Linked DNA regions of Mus musculus: region 1 is linked to region 2. The links are chromatin contacts, called in public promoter capture Hi-C maps. All regions are on one chromosome and are shown on one strand. Each heading gives the region's core, a stretch centred on a gene start, on an enhancer-like site or on the middle of the called end of the contact. The rest is flanking DNA. Distances are from core to core; before and after follow the strand shown. Region 1 has its middle 21 kb from the start of Cacybp. Region 2 overlaps 4930523C07Rik (RIKEN cDNA 4930523C07 gene).

Region 1 (5,090 bases), core at 1,160-3,659, 170 kb after region 2:
ACACAAGACTCAGGGCTTATATAGTCTCTCCTTTCCTACCACCTTGCCTGTGAAGTCCCATGTTAGCTATAGGAGCATAAATATCAGGAAAGACATGCCTGGGGCAGGAAAGAGGACTAAGACTCGCCCTAGTGTCTGAGTGCATTATACAAAGTGCGGAGAGGGGTCTCTGAGGATGGCTTCGGAAGAAATGACATCACGCGTCTTACCTTTACTGCTTCTAGCTCCTCCTTGCTGGCTGCTTGCTGTTTCTCCAGCCTGGTACTTAATTGAGAACATATCTAAAGACAGAGCAGAGTTTCTTTACTAGGAAACAGAATGAATGGTGACTTAACTGTTTATCAGTTCACAGAGCACACTAGCATGTCGGGTCCTAGGAGATGTTTTTGCAAGTGAGCAGCACTGCAAACAGTCATTTCTGAAATGAGGAGAAGGCCTGCAAGCTCCGTGTGGGAAGCCTGACCTAATCAGGAGAGACATTCAGCACAGAAGTGGGTTCTTGCTGTCACCAGCTTTCTGTGGCTAGCAATAATGAATTCAGAGCCTCTCCGCGGAACCACCTATTAAATCTCTATTGAGAGCTACTTCATACTATGAATTCAGTACAAAGAATTATAAACTAGCAACAATTCCCGCTGGGCCATAGAATTTCTCTTTTCAATCACAAAAGTTTCCTTAAGTATCATAGTGAATAAAGTGCTTCAGTTCCTTCATGACTAAGCAGTGCTAGGCTACAGTAATCAAATGAACACAATAGGTGTGCAGGGTGCAGAACTGAACAGCACCTGGCCAGTAGGAAACACATGTTTAATAAAAACCTATTTAATGATTGATTCTGACATAAGGTGTTGGTAAGTACTGAAACAAGTCAAAAGAAATGCTTTCTGGGGTGAAAATATTTAAAAAGTAGAATGTTAAATCTATTGTCTGAAATAAGAATCTTTTCTTTTACAAAAATGAATGAAAATAAATCTTAAACATATGAAACAAAATAGACACATGAATGAAAAGTAAGAGTTGTCAAATTTCAAAGTATACACTGGACTCGTGACATGTATAACCCACCTAGATTTATTTATTTTATGTATGTGCACATTTGCCTGGGTGTATGTGTGTGCCACATGTGTGCCTGGTGTCCACAGAACTAAAAAAAAAAAAAAAAAAAGCATTGGATCCCAGAGAGCTGGATCACAGATGTCTGTGAGCCACCATGTGGGCACTGGCAAGAGAACCCGGGTCTTTTTTGTAAGAGCAACAACTATTTCTAACTGACGAGCCTTCTCTCTAGCCCTGCCAAAAAAAAATAAAAAATAAAATAAAAACTTGTAGTTAATATATCAAAGAAATTAAGGGCTGCAGAGATGTTCAGTCCATAGTAGGGATTGCTGAGCAAGCGTCAAGGACCTGAGTTCAAAGCCTATGTTCAAAGCCTAGTGTGGCTGTGCACCTGGAATACACTGGCCACCTATTGCAAAATGTGTCAATTAAAATGTATTTGTCAGAAGAACGAAGACCAAAGTGTGGACACTTTACCCTTTCTTAGAAATGGGAACAAAACACCCATGGAAGGAGTTACAGAGACAAAATTTGGAGCTGTGATGAAAGGATGGACCATCTAGTGATTGCCATATGCAGGGATCCATCCCATAATCAGCTTCCAAATGCTGACACCATTGCATACACTAGCAAGATTTTGCTGAAAGGACCCAGATATAACTTGCTTTTGTGAGACTATGCCGGGGCCTAGCAAACACAGAAGTGGATGATCACAGTCAGCTACTGGATGGGTCACACGGCCTCCAATGCAGGAGCTAGAGAAATTACCCAGGGAGCTAAAGGGAACTGAAACCCTATAGGTGGAACAACAATATGAACTAACCAGTACCCGGGAACTCTTGTCTTTAGCTGCATATGTATCAAAAGATGGCCTCGTCGGCCATCACTGCAAAGAGAGGCCCATTGGACTTGCAAACTTTATATGCCCCAGTACAGGGGAACGCCAGGGCCAAAAAGGGGGAGTGGGTGGGTAGGGGATGGGGGGGTATGGGGGACCTTTGGGATAGCATTGAAAATGTAAACGAGGAAAATACCTAATAAAAAAATAAATTAAAAAAATGTATTTGCATGTAATGACAGGTTACAAGGGCTCACAGTCTTTATGTTCCCTGAGCTGATTTCCATCTAATTACCCCACAAACATCTCAGAATTAGTTTTGCCCTTTCTAGCAAAACCAACCAACCAACCCAAAGCAAACCCCATGTCTCTTCTGTTTTAACTATTACTATTTTGGCTTTAGAATCTACTTCTTCTCATTTTTAGTCTGATCTGTGTTCCTGTCTGGGGACCTCTGCCACTGGCTCCATATTCCTCACAACATCTAAACAGTGCCAATAGCACATCCACCAGCAGCTACTTCTACTCAAAACATCCTGTTTCAAACACAATATAAACCCCAACTCTTCAGCCCAGGACAGCCTGGGCCCCTGGGGGTTTTTGTTTCACTTCTGCATTTGAATCTCTTGCCAAATGAAATACTTTTCTGCTCACTCATCCCTCTTTCCACCATTTTCCATCTGGCTTTCCTCCAAATCCACACTCTGCCTTGCCCAGCCTTCAAAGTACAAGTCAAACCATAACATGTTCCTAGAAGGTTTCCTGCACTTGCTCTGGGAGCACACACACTGACAGACAAGGGATACTTCCTGGGTCCCTTGTAAAAGTATCTTTTATTCTGCTGAAATAACTGTCTCAGAGGCTTACTGCTTCAGTCTGCTAATTAGGGCCTATCCTGAAAGCTTCTAGCCTCTAAGCAATCTAATCTAGGTTTAGAATGTTTCAGCCTTGGATACTTACTGCTAAATAAGCTCACCCTTTCCTACTTCTTTCTGAACTCTGGCCGGTTGGTTCAACTCTGGCTTAAACTCCTCTCCAAGCTGACTGATTCAATCTCCCTCCTCCCCCTCTGCTTCTCCTGAATGAATCGCTCTGCTTGGTCTCAAACTAACATTAGCAATCTGTTCTAATCTTTTGGCTTCTCCTGTCTTCATGTGTGTCTCTTCAATTGTCTCTAAAACTCTCCCTGTAAAATTACCTCCTACTGTCCTTTCTCTCTCTGGACTGCTCTTTTACATAGCTTCCCTTTCCTCTCCCTCCTGAGAGCTGGGCATAGCCTATTCTGTCAAATCTTTCTCTGATTTGTCACTTTGTCTGCCACTCAACTAGAGATCATTTTTCAAACATGGGTGCTTCCTTCTACAAACTAACTTTATCATCACTGTTTGGGATTAAAGGTGTATGCTAAGGGCTGAGCCACACCACAACTAAAAACAGTGGTTTTTTTTTTTTTTCCAATAAGTAACACAATCACAGGTTCACAGTGTAATGAAATATTCTGCAATAGTTCCTTATGTCTATGTACAGGAATTACCCCCTCTCCATCCTAAAAGCAGCTAGAGGGTGGTGTGAAAGCAAGCATTTCTAATGCTAGCACTAGAGAGCTGAGGCAGAATTAAGGGTTTCAGGCGCCTCAAAACAACAACAAAAATATTTTTAAAAACACAACAAAAAATACTTTCTAGAGGAGAAAAAGTAGACCAATTCATTTTATGATTCCCATGAAGTATCAATCAAGCTTCACCACCAGAAAGCATTAAATAAACACAATGCTATCACAAAAGGTGGAAGGCAGCTCTGAAACCTCATTTTGAATACACACTGAATGAACAGGAGGGATATTTACACACACATACACACATCATGTATGTATGTATGTACACGTGTGTGTATGTACACATGTGTGTATTGTGTATGTGCATATGCATGTATGTGTATGCATGTCTATGTAAATATGTGTATATTTATGTGTGTTACATTTATACATTTATTACCATGGATCTACAGCCTCAGCCTTGAGATAGTTTTATGAAAAGATGTTCCTAATGTATAAATGGACTAAGACCTTCCTAAAAAAAAATAGAAATTACACAATTTATCCCTTTTAAATTTTATTTATATAGTATTTGTTTATATAACGATGTAAACACAATACAATCCTTATCTCTAGTTAGTATAATTAAGGGAGGTTTGTTTTATATTTTTCTGCATGTAACCAATTTTTTACAAAACATTTCACTTGTATGCATAAAAACACTTTATAAAACATGCACATGTGAGATGCCAATGTCCTTTCTACGCTGATGTTGATGTTCCAAGGAAACTCTCTGATCAGAAAATAGCACATAGCACTGTCAATTCTGAAAGCCTAGAACATAAATAAGTATTCCACTCAGAGTCTTCTTAGGATGAGGGGTCCTTGCCATCTCCAGCTACCAACAAGAAGGACACGAAGACAGAGGACAGAGCAGGACCTGGAGTGAAGGCTTTCTAGGACCACCCTGCTGATGGAGCTAGGAACACCTTCAGGTGCAGACAGCTCTCTAGTAAAGAAGCATTCTAAAGTCCACAGACAGCCAGGCGTGGTGGCGCACGCCTTTAATCCCAGCACTCGGGAGGCAGAGGCAGGCGGATTTCTGTGTTTGAGGCCAGCCTGGTCTACAGAGTGAGTTCCAGGACAGCCAGGGCTACACAGAGAAACCCTGTCTCGAAAAACCAAAAAAAAAAAAAAAAAAAAAATCCACAGACAATTTTTGGCCAGTACTGGTTTGCAGTGGGCAAGTCTACATAACCAGCCTTGGGGGACCATGAGAGCTGATCAAAACATTCTCCCCTAGCCACTGCCCATTCAATATCGTGTCTAGGCTCTGAAAAGAGGCAAATGTTAGCAGAGTGACCTACTAGAAAAGAGTCTCAATGGGACTGTTTCCAATCCCATAGGAGCTGCACAACGCTAAAATACCCCAACAGTGTGTACTCGTCAACTAAGTGACAAGTTATCTGCCTATTCCAGAGTAGAGAATAAGTAAGACGCTGTTCTTCATAAATCTAGAAATCATCTCTGAAAACACAAACAAACAAAATACCATAAGTAAAAGTAATTGCTTTTATAGAAAAAAATTAAAAGCCCACAGTGTCACATTACCTGTTTATACTCAGCAATGATAGCTGTTGTCTTCTTTATCTCATATTCTGC
Region 2 (4,718 bases), core at 627-3,126:
TATAAGTTAATGAAACCAGGGAAAAATCAAAACCTAAGCTGAAGACCTGGACCCCACAGACCTCCCACGTGGAGATTACTGCTCACCTGGGTCAGCACTACAAAATATTTCCCTCCCTTGCTGCTCTAAACCAAGCCTCATCCCCAGGAGCCACTCCTGCCTTCTCACAGGAGGAACAGACCCACAGTTCCTGCTGGTCTCCTCTGTCAGATGTTCCTGTGTTCCTCCCATTCCTTCAAGACCCAATGGCATGACAGCTGATCTAACGAGCTATGCTTCTGAGTGCCAAAGAAAGATAAAAATCTAAAGGCTGATACACAGCCTCCAGAAAGGTCACCCTTGTGGCCACACCACAGAACGTCCAGGGATAGTAAGATCTGAGGTCCCTAGCCTCCTGCACCATCTAAAACATCTGGAACAAGTGGTAGGTGAGGAGATGAAGGTAAGGAGGAGTGTGTGAGCCTGTTTTTAATCTATCTTCTGTCTATCTATACCTGCAGTCAATTCTAGTTTATAAATTTCTTGTGGTAAAACATGGACAGTAAAAATAATAAAGTAAAGTAATCATAATATACCAAAATAGTTTAATATATACTATAGTAAGATGGCAAGCATCAAGGACTTCATTATATAAGTCTATTACTAAGTGAATGTTATTTGAACATACTATCACCATACCTAGGCAGTCAATCTTGTAACCCAGGAAGCTACCAAGGGAGTAACATATGGGTAGCATATACAGTGTTCATATCCTGAGTAGTACAACCTGGCCAGTGCAAGCTGTCATGATAATCCTCAGAATGGCATACAGTTTAAATTGTAAATTGTGTATTTCTGGAATTTTCTCACTAATGTTTTTTGATGGCAGGGTATTAGAGCTGAGAAAAGTGGGGCCTTAGGTGAAGGAGGACTCCTGTAACTGTCTTCGCCTTTGGAAAAGGCATTTCGGACATGAGGAGGCATACGTTTGGTATACAGAGTAGATCAGGGAAGGGGTTAAACTGGTAGAGTTAACAAGGAGTCAGCTACATTTGAGACTAAAGAAATGTTACATCTTTGGAAGAAAGGATCCCAGAAAGGTAGGGCAAAAGATGCTTTTTTTTTTTTCAAAAGATGCTTTTCATCTGACACTTGGTGGTATTCAATATCTTAGGTCAATAATATATGTTCATTTGCATTTATCAACTATTACTAAGATGATCAAAAGGAAGAGGTCTCCATGTGCTGTTAGAAACAAAAATTTACACCCATGCAGAGGACAGGTGAGGACACAGCCCCAGGCTATGACCCAAAGCCTGGTGACTCAGAAACATCATCCTATGCTACACATTCCACAGGGATGAGTTGTTATTGAAATGGCAATCTCTCTGCTCATTCCCCCAGATTTGGACATTTTAAGCCTTGACACTGTAATAAGGTAGCATTTGACTTTTAATTGCCTTGAACTTCCGTTAACATTAAATGAAGGGAGGAAATGGGAAGGAAAATAGAACCCTATCTGTACTGCTTTCAAGTCACATAATTGTACATTTTTGCCACACCATTAGTTTCCAGCCTGTAAGCCCTTCCCCCATCACCACAGAGATAAAGAAATCATTCTGTCATTCTGTAAGTGCAGCCGTTTGCAGAACTCTAAATACTCTGGAATTAAGAAGAATTATGTAACTTTTTAATGTAAGGTCTATCTTCTAATTGCCACCTGTGCAGGAGTCCTTGAATCGCGTACATATTTGGTCATCCACTTGCTTTTTCAAAAAGCACTCTTTCCTCCTAAAGGATATGACGTTGGAAGACTTAAGCAGCAGTGGCTGGAGTCGCCCAGGAGCTGAGCTCTCTCCCTTTATTTATGGAACAGAAAACAGCACCATCCCGCCCCTAGCCACTCCTAACTCACAGATGACCTCAGAGGCTTGAGCCTTCCAAAAATAAAACCTCACCTAGCTACTTTACCACACCCACAAAAACTGGCTCCAAACTTTCACCAAAACACTTGTGAATCATAAAAATGAGAGCTGAGTGACTGAGGTCTTTCGCTGTAACCATGACTACAGATTTTTGGAGGACTCAAACAAGGATGTGATCAGATTGGATGTACAGAAAAGTATGAGTGGTACCCGTGTGCACTCATGGACCCTCGACCTTGGAAGCACAGCTCCTGATGACTGGGATTCATAGAGACCTGGGAGGGGGTGCGGGGGGGGGGGAATCCCTACCCTACTTAGGGTTCTAATTCTACATTTAATTCCATCTTTTAAATGCAGTTCCTTAAAATTCCATTTTGTGACATTTAGATTATGGGTCCCTCCCCCTCCCTTGGTGTTCTCTTTCATGTCTTTTTTGTTCTTCACAAGAGTTTTGAGGAATATCCAGGGCAGGTAATAATCTCATTTCTCAGACAAGGGAGAGGCTGGGATTAGATTGAAACCTCACTTTGCCCTTCGGGGCTCCAGAAAGCTTAGCTGATGTTGTCCAGGGTCAAAGACATGAGGACAACTGAACTGGAAGTAGACCTGGTTCCTCTGGCTCCTAGCTTAGCATTCTCTCTACTTTGCCGCGCTACCAGCATTCTGCACAGAGCCTGGGGATATCTCCATATGTGCTAAGTCTTCTGTAAACCTCCCTCAGCTTTATCATTCGACTGATCAACCAGAGACCAAGCACAGCCAATGAGGAGGTGCCTGCTGTAAGACTGGCTGGCCTTTTGTCCTCATCTGTATTTCCCCGCTGCTGTGTGGTTCTCTGTACAGAGATGATAGCAAAGAGAACATGCAGTGTCATTCCTACTCCAGGAATTTTAGAATTCAGGTTGCAGGCTCTAAATGCCTCCAGGGACCAGGTAGTGAACAGGAATAGATGAAACGGGTATCAGAGAGAACTCTGGCCTTTTTAAAGCTCCACAGACTGTGCCTTCATGAGAAATTAGTACAGCTCAATATTAAACTTAGCTAAAAATTGAGGATTTTATATAAGAGAAAAGGAAATGTGATTAGTCATCTTCATATTAAGACGTAAGTGTGCTGGGTACAACTCTTGAAATGCAAGTGGACATTATGCCTATCATGGAGTCTCATGCCTTGGAGAACTGTTGTCTTCTGACATATGTGGTGTTGGATTGAACTTCCCTCCTGCCATGTGTGGTCTTGTTAAAATCCAAGCCCTCAGGAGGTATAGAACATTAGAAAGGCCCTGGCTCAAATCCAGGTCCCCCCTACTGATGTATAGTTTAGGGCTAAAGAGATGGTGCAGAGCTAAAGAGTGCCCCCTTATCTTGAGGAGACAGAACCTAAATTCAGTTCTTAGCACCTACCTCAGGAGGCTCACAGCCACCTGTGACTCCTATTCTAGGGGATCCGATGCCCTCTTCTGGCCTCTGTGGGCACTGCAAGTGCACAGCACATAGAAGAGTAGGCAAACGCACAAATACATGATTAAAAATATCCAACCCCTACCCTGACCCAGAGAGTACATTGTGGTATCATGAGTCTTCTACTAACATGGGTCCCTAAGCAATTGTGTGAAAAAATAGAATTCTTCCTCCTTTCCCTGACTGCAAACTTCATTGCTAGGAACTAGAAAGTGGGAAGCAAATCCTTGCTCTGCAACCATCAATATCCCAAATTCTATTTGCTACTGCATTGTTCCTCGCTTACTCTGTGTTTTTAAGTTTTGAAGACTTCTCGAATAATCTAATGGGTGTTCTGTATCTTCTTTACAGCCAGTTGCACAGTCAAACATTTTATATGAAAATTCTGTATGGTTAGTGGCCGTATATATGCAGTAATTCCTATAACCAAGAGGCTGAGGCATAAGAATCACAGGTTACAACCCAGTCTATGGTACAGAAGAAACTGACTGCCTAGATATTTTCAATTCATACTTAGATATAAAAGGATACATATCTCACTCTTACAAAATAGTTGCATGTGCATGTACGAAATATTGCTTATGTTGTAATTATTCATTTTCTAAATAACTTTGGAAATAAAAGTTAGTGACAATCTGAAAAAAAAGAAAAAAAAAAGAAAGTGTGAACTCTTTAAAAATCACAACATAGCCAGGCAGTGGTGGCGCACGCCTTTAATCCCAGCACTTGGGAGGCAAAGGCAGGCAGATTTCTGAGTTCGAGGACAGCCTGGTCTACAGAGTGAGTTCCAGGACAGCCAGGACTACACAGAGAAACCCTGAGTCGAAAAACCAAAAAGAAATAAATAAAAATAAAATAAAAATCACAACATACATATCATCAGGAGTTTTCCACAGGATGTGGCACATGCAGGAGTTCTCACATATTCCAGGGAATTATTGGGTGGGAACCCATCATCCGAACAAAACAGGCCCAGAAACTGAAGTCCTTGGTCTCCTGAGAATGGTGATCACAGAACAGAGGAGCTACAGACGAACCTTTGCCTTCTGCTGGGATTAGATTGAAACTCATTTTGCCCTTTGGTAGCTCCAAGGCTTTGGACCTATTTCTTAATCTCTGATGGCCTCAGTTCCCTTGATGGAAATAAAAATGATTAACTTGAGTTATTGAATTAAACCTTAATATAAAGGCTTGATAACACATACACAGAAAGATAGGGAGGAGAGAGCTGTACACTTAGTAAGAACTCAACAAATGGTGGCATCTGATTCTACAGATCACCTATTCTCCTGAGGTCCTAAGACATTTGCCAGTGCTCTCTTTGAAGGCTTTGGCCTTCTGAAGTATCTAAGTC

What was found. Capture Hi-C pulls out chosen DNA fragments and counts their contacts.
Region 1: a promoter capture Hi-C map of adipose tissue shows a contact between it and region 2. The contact joins two enhancer-like sites. A contact is called at or near these places in 2 of 9 other capture datasets (adipose tissue and liver).

The regions. Positions count from the first base shown.
Region 1 is chr1:160,231,587-160,236,676 of GRCm38.p6, forward strand. It overlaps a transcript of Rabgap1l not described here. Among named protein-coding and RNA genes, the nearest start is that of Cacybp, 21 kb to the left of the region's middle. Within about 2 kb of position 2,410, at least 110 of the 459 cell types and tissues checked have an H3K27ac peak or open chromatin away from gene starts, as enhancers often do. A contact at or near this core is called in adipose tissue, where this site is marked.
Region 2 is chr1:160,058,830-160,063,547 of GRCm38.p6, forward strand. All of the region lies in intron 1 of 4930523C07Rik (RIKEN cDNA 4930523C07 gene), which reads left to right. Among named protein-coding and RNA genes, the nearest start is that of 4930562F07Rik, 17 kb to the right of the region's middle. Within about 2 kb of position 1,877, at least 85 of the 459 cell types and tissues checked have an H3K27ac peak or open chromatin away from gene starts, as enhancers often do. A contact at or near this core is called in adipose tissue, where this site is marked.